Regions from separate parts of the Sus scrofa genome. Here regions 1 and 2 are each linked to region 3. Evidence: chromatin contacts called from public HiChIP or PLAC-seq data. All regions are on one chromosome and are shown on one strand. The core of a region is the stretch at or near the end of the contact, and the rest is flanking DNA. Distances in the headings are between cores, read along the strand shown. Region 1 has its middle 91 kb from the start of SLC44A1. Region 2 overlaps LOC110256014 (a long non-coding RNA gene). Region 3 overlaps ABCA1 (ATP-binding cassette, sub-family A (ABC1), member 1).

Evidence for each region. HiChIP or PLAC-seq counts read pairs in DNA pulled down with a chosen protein or histone mark.
Region 1: a contact with region 3 is called in an H3K27ac HiChIP or PLAC-seq map of alveolar macrophages. The contact joins two enhancer-like sites. A contact is called at or near these places in 4 of 47 Hi-C or Micro-C datasets (adipocytes, mesenteric adipose tissue, omental adipose tissue and 1 more) and 1 of 2 datasets of contacts at active chromatin or transcription factors (alveolar macrophages).
Region 2: a contact with region 3 is called in an H3K27ac HiChIP or PLAC-seq map of alveolar macrophages. The contact joins two enhancer-like sites. A contact is called at or near these places in 1 of 47 Hi-C or Micro-C datasets (embryonic fibroblasts) and 1 of 2 datasets of contacts at active chromatin or transcription factors (alveolar macrophages).

What each region holds. Positions count from the first base shown.
Region 1 is chr1:246,456,129-246,459,569 of Sscrofa11.1, forward strand. No RefSeq gene overlaps it. Among named protein-coding and RNA genes, the nearest start is that of SLC44A1, 91 kb to the right of the region's middle. Within about 2 kb of position 1,908, at least 13 of the 83 cell types and tissues checked have an H3K27ac peak or open chromatin away from gene starts, as enhancers often do. A contact at or near this core is called in alveolar macrophages, where this site is marked.
Region 2 is chr1:246,345,016-246,348,674 of Sscrofa11.1, forward strand. LOC110256014 (a long non-coding RNA gene) reads left to right here. Exons shown (of 3, transcript XR_002337123.1): 3 at 1,886-2,447. Among named protein-coding and RNA genes, the nearest start is that of ABCA1, 68 kb to the left of the region's middle. Within about 2 kb of position 2,381, at least 71 of the 83 cell types and tissues checked have an H3K27ac peak or open chromatin away from gene starts, as enhancers often do. A contact at or near this core is called in alveolar macrophages, where this site is marked.
Region 3 is chr1:246,202,300-246,205,782 of Sscrofa11.1, forward strand. The region is part of intron 8 of ABCA1 (ATP-binding cassette, sub-family A (ABC1), member 1); the gene reads right to left. Among named protein-coding and RNA genes, the nearest start is that of ABCA1, 74 kb to the right of the region's middle. Within about 2 kb of position 2,217, at least 12 of the 83 cell types and tissues checked have an H3K27ac peak or open chromatin away from gene starts, as enhancers often do. A contact at or near this core is called in alveolar macrophages, where this site is marked.

The DNA of each region.
Region 1 (3,441 bases), core at 658-3,157, 250 kb after region 3:
GATACATGCTGGCAAGGGTGTAAAGAAAAAGAAACCTTCCTACACTGTTGGTGGGAATGTAAATTGGTGTGGCCACTATGGAGAACAGTATGGAAGGTCTTTAAAAAATTTAAGAGTTACCATATGATCCAGCAACCCCACTTCTGGGCATACATCCAGAGAAAACTCTAATTCAAAAAGATACATGCACCTAAGTGTTCACAGCAGCACTATTTACAATATCCAAGACATGCAAGTAACCTAAGTGTCCATCAACAGATGAATGGATAATGAAGATGTGGTATATATATACACATATAACTACTGGAATATTATTCAGCCATTAAAAAGGACAAAATTTTGCCATTTACAGCAATAAGATGGGTTTGGAGGGCATAATGCTAAGTGAAATAAGTCATACAGAGAAGATAAATATCATACGGTATCACTTACATGTGTAATCTAAAATATGATACAAATGATCTTATTTACAAAACAGAAACAGCATCACAGACATAGAAAACTTATGGTTATCAAAGGGGAAAGTGGGGGAGTATAAATTAGGAGTTTGGAATTAGCAGATATAAATTGCCATATATAAAATAAACAACAAGGTCCTGTATATTCCAGGGAACTACAGTCAATCTCTTATAATAAACCATAATGTAAAGGAGTATAAAAGAATGTATATATACATATATATATGTGTGTGTATGTATATGTATAGTTGAATCACTTTGCTGTACAACCAGAAACTAACACAACACTGTAAATTAACTATACTCCAATTTTTTTAAATTTAGTATTTAGCCCTCTACCCCAAAAAAAACACTTTGCCAACTTTTGCCTTACTCTTTTACAGCTCCCCTAAAAGGCCAAGGTTTGAGTCAGGACTTGGCCTGAGGAAAGAAACACAAGTAGAGGAGGTGTTGCTGACACTTATAAAGAATGAGTCCAGATATCTCCTGGGCTACAGCTCAGTGTTAGCTGATTAGAAATGGGTAGATATTTGTAAATATTGGGCTAGGTGGACCAGAGGATGAGACTGAGGCACACAAGTCGAGTGCAAGGAAAAGGATGGTTGGGGATTTGCCCAAGAATTCAAGAGGGAACAAAGTCAAACCACCTTTACTGGGTTGAGCTGTGAAGGTAGAGAACAGTAACAATGGCTAACATTTCTAGAACACCTGCTGTGTACCACATGCTTTTCCAAGCACACTTCTCATAGTAGTAGTATTATTATTCCTACTTGACAGATGAAGAAACTGAGGCAGAGAAGCAAAGTCACCTGCCAACAGCTGCACAGCTTCTAAGTAATAAAGCCAAGATTTTAAACAAGATAGTTTGATTTTAGGATCCATATTCTTAACCACTACACTACACTCTCTCTCAGACACATTGATGGAAGAAGGAAGGAAAGCAGGTAGAAAATAAGAATAGGAAAGATTGTGGTGATAAGCCACATCTTGAACCCAAAGGACAAGCAGAGAAAGGCAGGTCCAGGCCATAGTCAAAGGCAACAGTGAGCATTTTCCCAATCATTTTATAGTTACAGCTTGGGTTAATGGATGCAGACTATTGCCTTTGGAATGGATTAGCAATGAGATCCTGCTGTGTAGCACTGGGAACTCTATCTAGTCACTTATGATGGAACATGTAATGTGAGAGAAAAGAATGTATACATGTATGTGTAACTGGGTCACCATGCTGTACAGTCGAATAAATAAATAAAAGGTATAGTTACAGCTAAGCCTTCTCTATGCCAAATGCTGAGCATACAGAGATGAGTGCGACTTAGGCTACGGGGGAACACAATCATAAGTTAACAGGCAATGTTAATACAGACTGGATTAAGTCCTATATAGCACTGGAGGGGCCTAGCAAAGAAAGATGCCCCACCAGTATATTTGGAAGCTGTACCACTAAGCTTAGTAGAGCCAGGTGGTTGTGGAGCTTGGGCTGCCCAGGGTCACCTAGATGAACCATCTCCACCTCCAGAATAGGTCACAAAAAAAGACTGGGTTCAAAGGACCACTGGAGAGCCTAATGAGCACCCATGTACCAGAAGAGAGAAGCAAAGGCATAAAACCAGAAGAAAAGTGATGGGTCAAAAGCCCAGCAGCTACTATCAGAAACAGGGGTGTGGTGGTAGGTAGGCAGCTGGGGAGCCCAGATCAACTAGCAGAAGCCAGAATGGAGCAAGCAGAGATGCAACAAGGGGATTTGAGCTTGTCTGGGTCCTCATGCCATGTCATCTTCCCTACCTCACAGCTTTATCCCTCATTTTATTTCCTAACAGCTGACTCTCCACCGGCATTATGAACTGGGAACTTACTGACTCTGGTGCCCTCTAGTGCTAGGGAAAATCTGGCCAGAGTTAAGCATTTTATACTAATACTCCTATACTCCATCCTGCCATCCAGCTGACCTTCCCAGGATGAGCTAATAGCCTTCCGCTAAAAGGAAGTATCCGGCTCCTTCTCTTACATTTCTCCTCAGAAACATTCCATCCAGAGCTTAAGGCTGCCAGTGACCTGGCAGTGTTGGTGACTTCACATTCTCCCTCTGGGAAGTGAAGTGACTTAGCAGTCATAAAGAGCAAGATAACAGTGCAAATCGTCAGCGGTCTTGGCAGAGCAGAGAAATGTCAGAGCTGTTGGGTGTCTGAAGGGAGCCGCAGGTCCTGGGGTTAATGTAACAGAAAAAAAATGACAGCATACAGAGTTGAAGGCTAGTCCAACAATTATCAAGTCCTCAGGGAGCAAGTCTCTTGTTGACTCTGTTCTAACAATAGGAAGGGTGGTGTGCTACACCATCATTCTTCCTTCCTGATTTACAGCATACTGACCGACATGCCTGTTCTGGGCATTACCGTGTGCACAGTTGCCGATGTTCTATTATATTGGACATCCGTGGTATTGTTTGCCCAGAACCCCCTCCTCATGGGAACTACTCACCCCACCCATATCCATATGGCAAATATCTATGTGGTCTTATCTTCCCCCACACATTTGTCTAGAGGTGAGCATTTGACCGTAGGTGAGCTAGCAGAGCCTGTCTTTAGGAGTCTCCCAACCTGAATATGAGAATCTCTCTTTGGTGGTAGAAGTTGAAAAATATGAAAACCTTCAGTAGCTACATTTAAAACCATGTGGAAGAATGCTGCCTGCAGGAAAGAAGGTCAAAATTTAGAAAGAAGTGGAGATTAAGAAGATAAAAAATTTCTTGGCAGCCTCCAAGTCTAAGGACCCAGTTGTTCCTGAGGCCAGGTTACAGCCATGCTTCCTGCAGTTGGTTATGAGATTCCATGAGGAAGTAAATTTACAGGGTTTTAGCCTAAGTTACTTCCAGCTTGAGCTTCTTCTAATTGATTACAACAGTCTAAATCAACCAGGACTTGTGGTAGCACCAACAATGTGGTAAAGTAAAGTTCTCTAGAATACCCTCGGAGAACTCCCTACT
Region 2 (3,659 bases), core at 1,131-3,630, 140 kb after region 3:
TTAAGGACCTCATTAAATTGTTGGCCAAAGATTACACTCATCCTTGCTCTGTGTTTATATACGAGTGGGAAACAGAGGATGGTTACTAAACATACATTATCTCAATAAGTTCTCCCAGCAATGCCTCAAGGCAGGGCTGATTCTCCCCCATTTTATAACTGGGAAACCAGAGGCTCAGAGAAGTTAAAGAATGTAGTGAAGATCATCCAGCTGGAAGGGAGAAGCAAAGTCAAGACTATGTAGGTCTGCCTTGGAATCCCTTGCTGTTATAACTATACCACACAGGTGTTTTGTTGTTGTTGTTTTTATCTTGGCTGCCCCTGCAGCATATGTTAAGTTCCCAGGCCAGTGTTCAAATCCCAGAGGGAGATGCAACCTACGTCCACCACAGCTACAGCAATACTAGATCCTTAACCCACTGGGCCGGGCCAGGGATCAAACCAGCATCTCCATAGAGACAAGCCACATCATTAACCCACTGCACCACAGCAGAAACTCCAATACCACACTGCTTCTTATACTGTATTTGGCCTTAGGAATGTGAAGTGTCCCAGGATGGTAGGAGAGGTCAGAGGTGCCAAATGCAACTCCTCCACAGGCCCTTCATCTTGGACAGCCCCTAGCTCCTGGCTGCCCTGTTACAGTAAGTGTCCACATCTTCATAGATGCTGCCCAGATCTGAGCTCCGCCTTCCAGCTGGGCTCTGATCATCACACAAGAGAACAGACCCCTCCATTCTTTTACCATGGATTTCTAGTCATGCAACCTGATGTCCCTGTGACTCCTTGAACCCACAGTCATTGCTGATTCATTCTGAGATTTTAACCAACATAAACCCCTAGAACAAAGGTCCTCCTGTGGAGTCAGTCCCAGGGTGAATTCTTGCTTCACCACTCCTCTCTTTTTTAGGCCCAGTTTCTTTAGCTGCTAGCAAAGAGACAGTAATATTATTTACCCTAAAAGGCTATTAAAAGAATTAAATGAATTCATGCATGCAAGATGCTAACACAGTAAATGGAACATAAATATCAGCTGTAACAATAGTAATAATAATAAATGTCTATACTCTCCCTCACATCCAGACAAATCTGGTCTTTCCATTTCTCCACACCCCACCTCCATGAGTGCCAAGTAAATACACACACACACACACACACACACACACACCCATTATTGGAAGGCACTCTCATAAAGAGAAGGCCTGGCCTTAGAAACCCTAGATTTCATTTTTATCACATGCTACTTGTGTGACCTTGGGCCAGATATTCAATCTCTTTTGGTTCAGTTTCTTCCTCAGAAAAATGGAAACAATTGTTTTGTACTCAACTCATTGTATCATTATAAGCATTACATAACATAGAAATATAAAGAAGCTCCATATTTATTAGCACCTCATTTCCATCCTCCTTATAAAGTATGTTAGTAATTTTTTTAACTAAGTGCAGGATTTTATACTAATCTGTTAAAATGTATGGACTCATTTAGGATTTATCAGATTAACATTTTTCTAAATGGTTTCTCTATGTTCAGCCTTCACATTTTTTCTCATGTGATATATTTATCTGCTCACGAGTTTTAAAAATCTATTCATGTTAAAATGAAAGCATAAGACCCCTATCCTTGCTAGTCAAAAATTTTCCTCTATTCCTTAAGAGAATAAACTGGCTGTACTACACACTGTGTTGGGGCAATGGCATAGTCAAAGAAATATAATTCGGAGTGGGTGCCCTCATGTCTATTAGGACAGTGGGGAAATGACCTATATACTTAACCTTAAATGCAATGTCTTGAGACAGTTATGCAATCTTTCAGAGAAACCTAAAAAACCTCAAATTGTCCAATCATGGAACAAACTTGTAACTCTGATGGTAATTCTCTTTAACAGCATTCCCTGCTGGCCATGCTGAGATGGAGGCGACATGACATTATAGAATTGAAAATCTCACGTTTAAAGGCCTGAAGGATCATCCAGACTAACCCCTACATCTTACAGATGAGGATATTGATCCTGGAGAGGGAAAGGGACTTATTCTAAATCACTGGGGTCGGTGGTACAGCCTGGAAGAACCCAAATCGGCCTTCTTTCGTGTAGGGTCGTTACTAGATTGCAGGAACCAGAGGAAGGAAGAGAGGGGAACAGCACACAGAAGGAGAGGGTTGTCTGCACACAAGTGGTTTTTCTCCCCCATTCTAGATCGTGTTCCCGGCCCCTAATTCGGTCAGATGTCAGAGAGGGAGGACCCCTAAAGGAGAGGAGATAACAAGGACCCCCGATAACAAGGGGTTTTGTGGTTGGGAACTGAAAACCTCGCCTGACAATTAGAAGCGTCTCTGCGACTGTGGTTTCTGAGAACGAGGAAACCTTCCCTCCCCCAGAGCCGCGCACGCCCCGCCCGGTGCCCTATAGTAACCCCGAGGAGGCCTCCGCTATCTTCAACGTAGCCAATGCGAAGTGAAAAAAAAAAAAAAAAAAAAAAAAAAAAACCCAGAATGTGCTTCTTTTCACGTCAAACCTGTCTTTAAGTCCGGGACCCTCCCTGGCATGAACAGGAACATTAACTTTGTGCCCATGGGGCTTTTCTGCGGGCGCGTGACCCATTCGGAAACCCGGGGCTCCTTTCCTAAGAGCCTTTCGGGTAAAAGGATATGCGGAGAGGGCAGAGCTGAATCCCGGCCAGTTGTGGAAAAAGGCGGAATGTGAAGACAACAGAGGGGCAGGGGGAAGACAAGCAAGGCGAAGTCTGAGGCGGAGGGATGAGCGGGGGTGACGGCTCAGGGGGCCTGGATCGCCCCACCGTCCTGAGACTGTGCCCAGCCCCGACAGACCCAGAAATTAGGGCACATCTGCGAAGCCCACACCCTTCATTTTAGAGGGGAACCAAAACCACCAAAAAATAAACGCTCTGGCCGCCCGGGAGCGGCGCGGAGCGAACTGCGCGCAAGCGCTCTGGGCTCCGAGTCTACCCTCGAGTTACCCCGCGCAGCTAGCCGGCAGAACTAGGTGAAAGGTAACTAGCAGGCGCCGCTCCGAGCGGTGGCTCAGGCACGCATGCGCGTGCGGGCGGGCAGGCAGGCTCGGGCCTTGACGGGTGGTTTTGTTCTTTGCAAGTTTCTCCAAGTCTGCACTTCGTGGAGCCTCGGGTGTGGCCGGAGGCGGGGCAGAAGGCCTCTAGGCTGGGGGCATCGAGCGGTCTGGGAAAACGCTGTCACATAGTCGTCAAGCAGGAATGAGGTCCCTGAGTGGTGCGGGGAGGGAACCACCGACTGAGTGCTGTTTTTATGCCTGACACGGTGCTGAGGGTGCCACTGCGTTCTTTTAAATCATGCTTTCCAACAGACAAGGTGTCCTTCTATGTAAAAAAGAGGAAACTTGAGGTGCAGCGAGTTTATGTAATTTGCCCAAGATCACCCAATCAGTAAAGGGCAGTTACCAGTTTCCACAAATGATTCCCTGATTTGAGGTGGGTTTTTTGGCCCTAGTGCTAATAACTGACAGGCTAGGGCATTTTACAAGGCCCCACTCATAGGCCTGCTTCCATCCTTATCTGAAACCTATAAAACTGTTACTGTTTCCCTTTTGCAGATGGGGAAACTGAGACTGAGGAAAGTTGTTCTGTGATCACACAGACCAGCAGAGCTATTTTGTGCCCCATTTTAAA
Region 3 (3,483 bases), core at 967-3,466:
TTCCCAGAAGCCTTGTGATGGGACTGCCAGAGCCTTACTGCTCCCTCTGTGGTCTAGGGACCAGTGTCATCAGCGTCATCTGAGAGGCCGAGATGCAGGTTCTGGTCTAACTCTCCACAATGCAAATGTGCATTTTCATGAGATGCCCAGGTGATTCCCATACATATTAAAGACCGAAAAGCACAGCTTAGAAGTGAGCGAAGGCCCTAGTGAGGAGCTTTGTTTCATCCGGATTATCATGAAGAAGGGGATGCTTTCTTGGAACAGCTATGTGTTCATCTGCGCACGTCAGGAACCACTCACATCTTCAGTCACCGACTCATTTCTAAAACACCTCAAATTTCATCGTGGAAATTGAGGAGCCCTCTGGCCCTGGCAGAAAAGGCACTGTGTGTGTAGTCTGCAATCTCAGCCGAGTATTAGGCAATGGAAAGAGCTCATGGTGGGAAACGAAGTTTGAATCCCAGCTATTCTCTCATTAGCTCACAGCCTTAGGAAAGTCACTTCTCTAAGGGCCCAACTTCCCATCGAGATGATGAAGCTAAAGCAGAGTGTGATGAGGAAAAAAATCAAATGCTATCTGATATCCGAGAGTGGGCCCTACACAAAACAGCCCCTGCCCCGTCAAGCCAGACACTCAGGCAGCAGGAACTGCGTCTGGGACTCACACGTGACCAGCGTTTTGTCTCACACACAAATGTATTCCAGCACCGTGTGGACTTCTTGGCCCAGTAGCTCTTATAATTAAATATTTATAGTGTACTTTGTATTTCCACGCATTTCACAATAAATCATTAATAAATCCCTACATTCCTTGAAATGTCACTGCGTGTTCTCATTGCCTGGAAGGCTGAGGCTCGGGGAGAAGAGAGGAGGGGCCGAGGGACCTGCACTTGACCTGGAGGCAGCCTAGGTTCTGACCCCATGTGCCCAGTTTTCCATCGCACAGGGCCTGCTGGCTTCTACAAGTGACAGGGTCCAAGACCCACAGACCCTGCCTCTGCCTTCTGCCTCTGGAGGGGAACCAGGAGCTCCAGGGTGGTCAGAGGTCACAAAGATTCCTCCCTCCCAGAGTGGGGGCATCTAACACTGAGAGAACATGATTAGGAGGCCAGCTCTTCCTGACTTTAGCTTTTCATCACTTGTCAGAGAGGGGAGAGGCAGCCAGAATACATTTCCTTTTGTTGGTAGGTGAACAGCCCTGGAGATCTTTAAACAGTAGTAAAAGCACTCACTTCTCTTCCCACAGGCTGCCTTGCCACCACCATCCTGCCATCGCCAACCAAAAGGACAAGTGTCTTCCTACATAAAGCCAGCACATCTTTGGATAGAGGCTACATAAATGACAAAGTTATTTCAAACTCTTGGCTCTTTGTCCCAGAATCTATCTTAAAGGCAACCCCCTACTCACTCTTCTAAACCTCAGCTCACACACTATACCTCCTCTGCCAGGTGCTCCCATTCATGGGGAAGCAGGGCTGTTCGGCCTCCAGCCTATGGAGGGTGGGTGTTTGATCAGCGTCTGTGGCGTGAGTGAGGGCTGTCTTACTTTCTCTTCTACTGCAATGGCCCCCTCCTGGCCTCGTCTCCTGTTTCATCTCAGTGTAACAACCGGAATATAAGCAGCTTCATCCTCCAGGTCACACCATATGCCCAAGCTCCAAGCCCTCCTCAGATCTCCCTCAGTGTAAATCCAGCCTCACCAGGCCCGCATGGCATTCACCTCCTGCTTCAACCTCATCTCTCACCCCCTTTCGTGTGCTCTCTTTGTTCTGGCCATGCCGGCCTCCTCCCCGGTCTTTAAACACATTCCTGGGTCATCATGCCCCAACATCAGTATCTTGGAATCTATGGTGTCTTCTGTGTGGAGTGCAGGCCCCACTGTCATTTTCTCCAGGTGCAGATGCTATCTGACCAGACAGTCAGGAATTACCCCCTTTAAAAAACCACCTCATGGCCCTCCATCCCCTCTACCCAGCTCTATTCTTCCTCATTGCTGGCATCCCTCCTGTCACATTATACACTGACCAGTTTACTTCTGTCTCCTACCCCAGGTCAGCCCCATGAGAACAGGGAAGTTAGGGTGCTCCGTTCTGAGTCCCCAACCCCTAGCTGTGCCAGGTACCTGGTGGGTGCTGGACAGAGAGCTGAGACACTGCTCCCTGCCCTGCCTCCCCAGCCCCACCTTCCTGTCACTCAGATGTGCAGCTCATGTCCACTTTGACTCCTCTGGTTCAAGAAGTCCCCATCCCTACCCTATGGCCAGGCCCTGTTAACCCATCTTTTCTTTCTTTGAAGTATTTCCTTCCTATTCTAGTCCAGTTACCATCAGGGTTCAGACCAAAAGTGGGAAAAGCAGCAAGAACATGGGCTTTGGAGTCCAACAGTCCTGGATCAAATCCCAGTTCTCCCAATTAATTTACTAGCTGACCGTAGGCAAGTTGTCCAGCATTTCTGAACCTCAGTGTCTTCTGAAATATGGACACAGTCAGACTGACTCACATTTGTCATGTGGATTTCACAGGGAAACTGGTGAAACTGCAAGAACCAGGGGAAGCTTACTTCCCTTTTCCTTTCAAAGGTTGTGCTTTGGTCAAAACAACCAACTCTCTTCCAAACATTGAACAGATCAACGAGTACATTTATTTATCTTCTCCCATATGTCCCAGAGAAATGGCAAGTTAGACAATGAGACCCTCATGATGGAAAGTGACTTGAAGGTGTTCCACTGAGAGAAGCAGGTGGCCCTTTCTGCCCAGGACCAGGGAGCAAGCAAAGCACAGGAAGCAGCTGCCAAGAAAAATGTATATTGCTCAGTTGGAGAATTTCCACCACATGAGCAGTAGACACATCACCCGTTTTTGATTACGAATTACTTTTTTTTCCCAGAATAAAGGCAGGCTAGTGATGTAAGAAGAAAAAGCTGTAAGCAGACCCTGAGCTCAGAGGCAGCCGCCCACATCAAAGTACCTGCTTCGCTTTCTCCAAGGCTGGCAGGGACCTGTGAGAGTGGCACAGGGTGTGCCAGTGTCAGCTAACAGGACCCCAGAGAAGTGGCCATGGGCTTGCAGGGCAGTTTCTGTTTCTCATTCTGCCTCCAGGAAGAAGCCCAGGAGACCCAGCTTCTCCACCTACAGAGAGGTCACCAGCATTCAGAATGGGACTAACAGCAGCCTGGAAGAGGGCTTCTCCTGAAAGGGACCCCAAAGCCAGGCCTCTTCGGTCAGACACACATGAGCAGAAATGGAAAACAGAGCAGAACCGAAAGCAATACACTGACGTGTCGACAGTGCTGATTCTTGGTGTTTTCTGTATTTTCCACATGTTTTGCATTTCCCATAGTGGACATGCAATACTTTATTCTTAGAAAATATAAAGGGAGTTTTGATATTTGAGAATGATACAAACGCCAAAAACTGAGCTAGAGAATCAACTCATAATAAGGTTGGACCAAGTCTGAGAAAATTTCCCCACAAATTATTC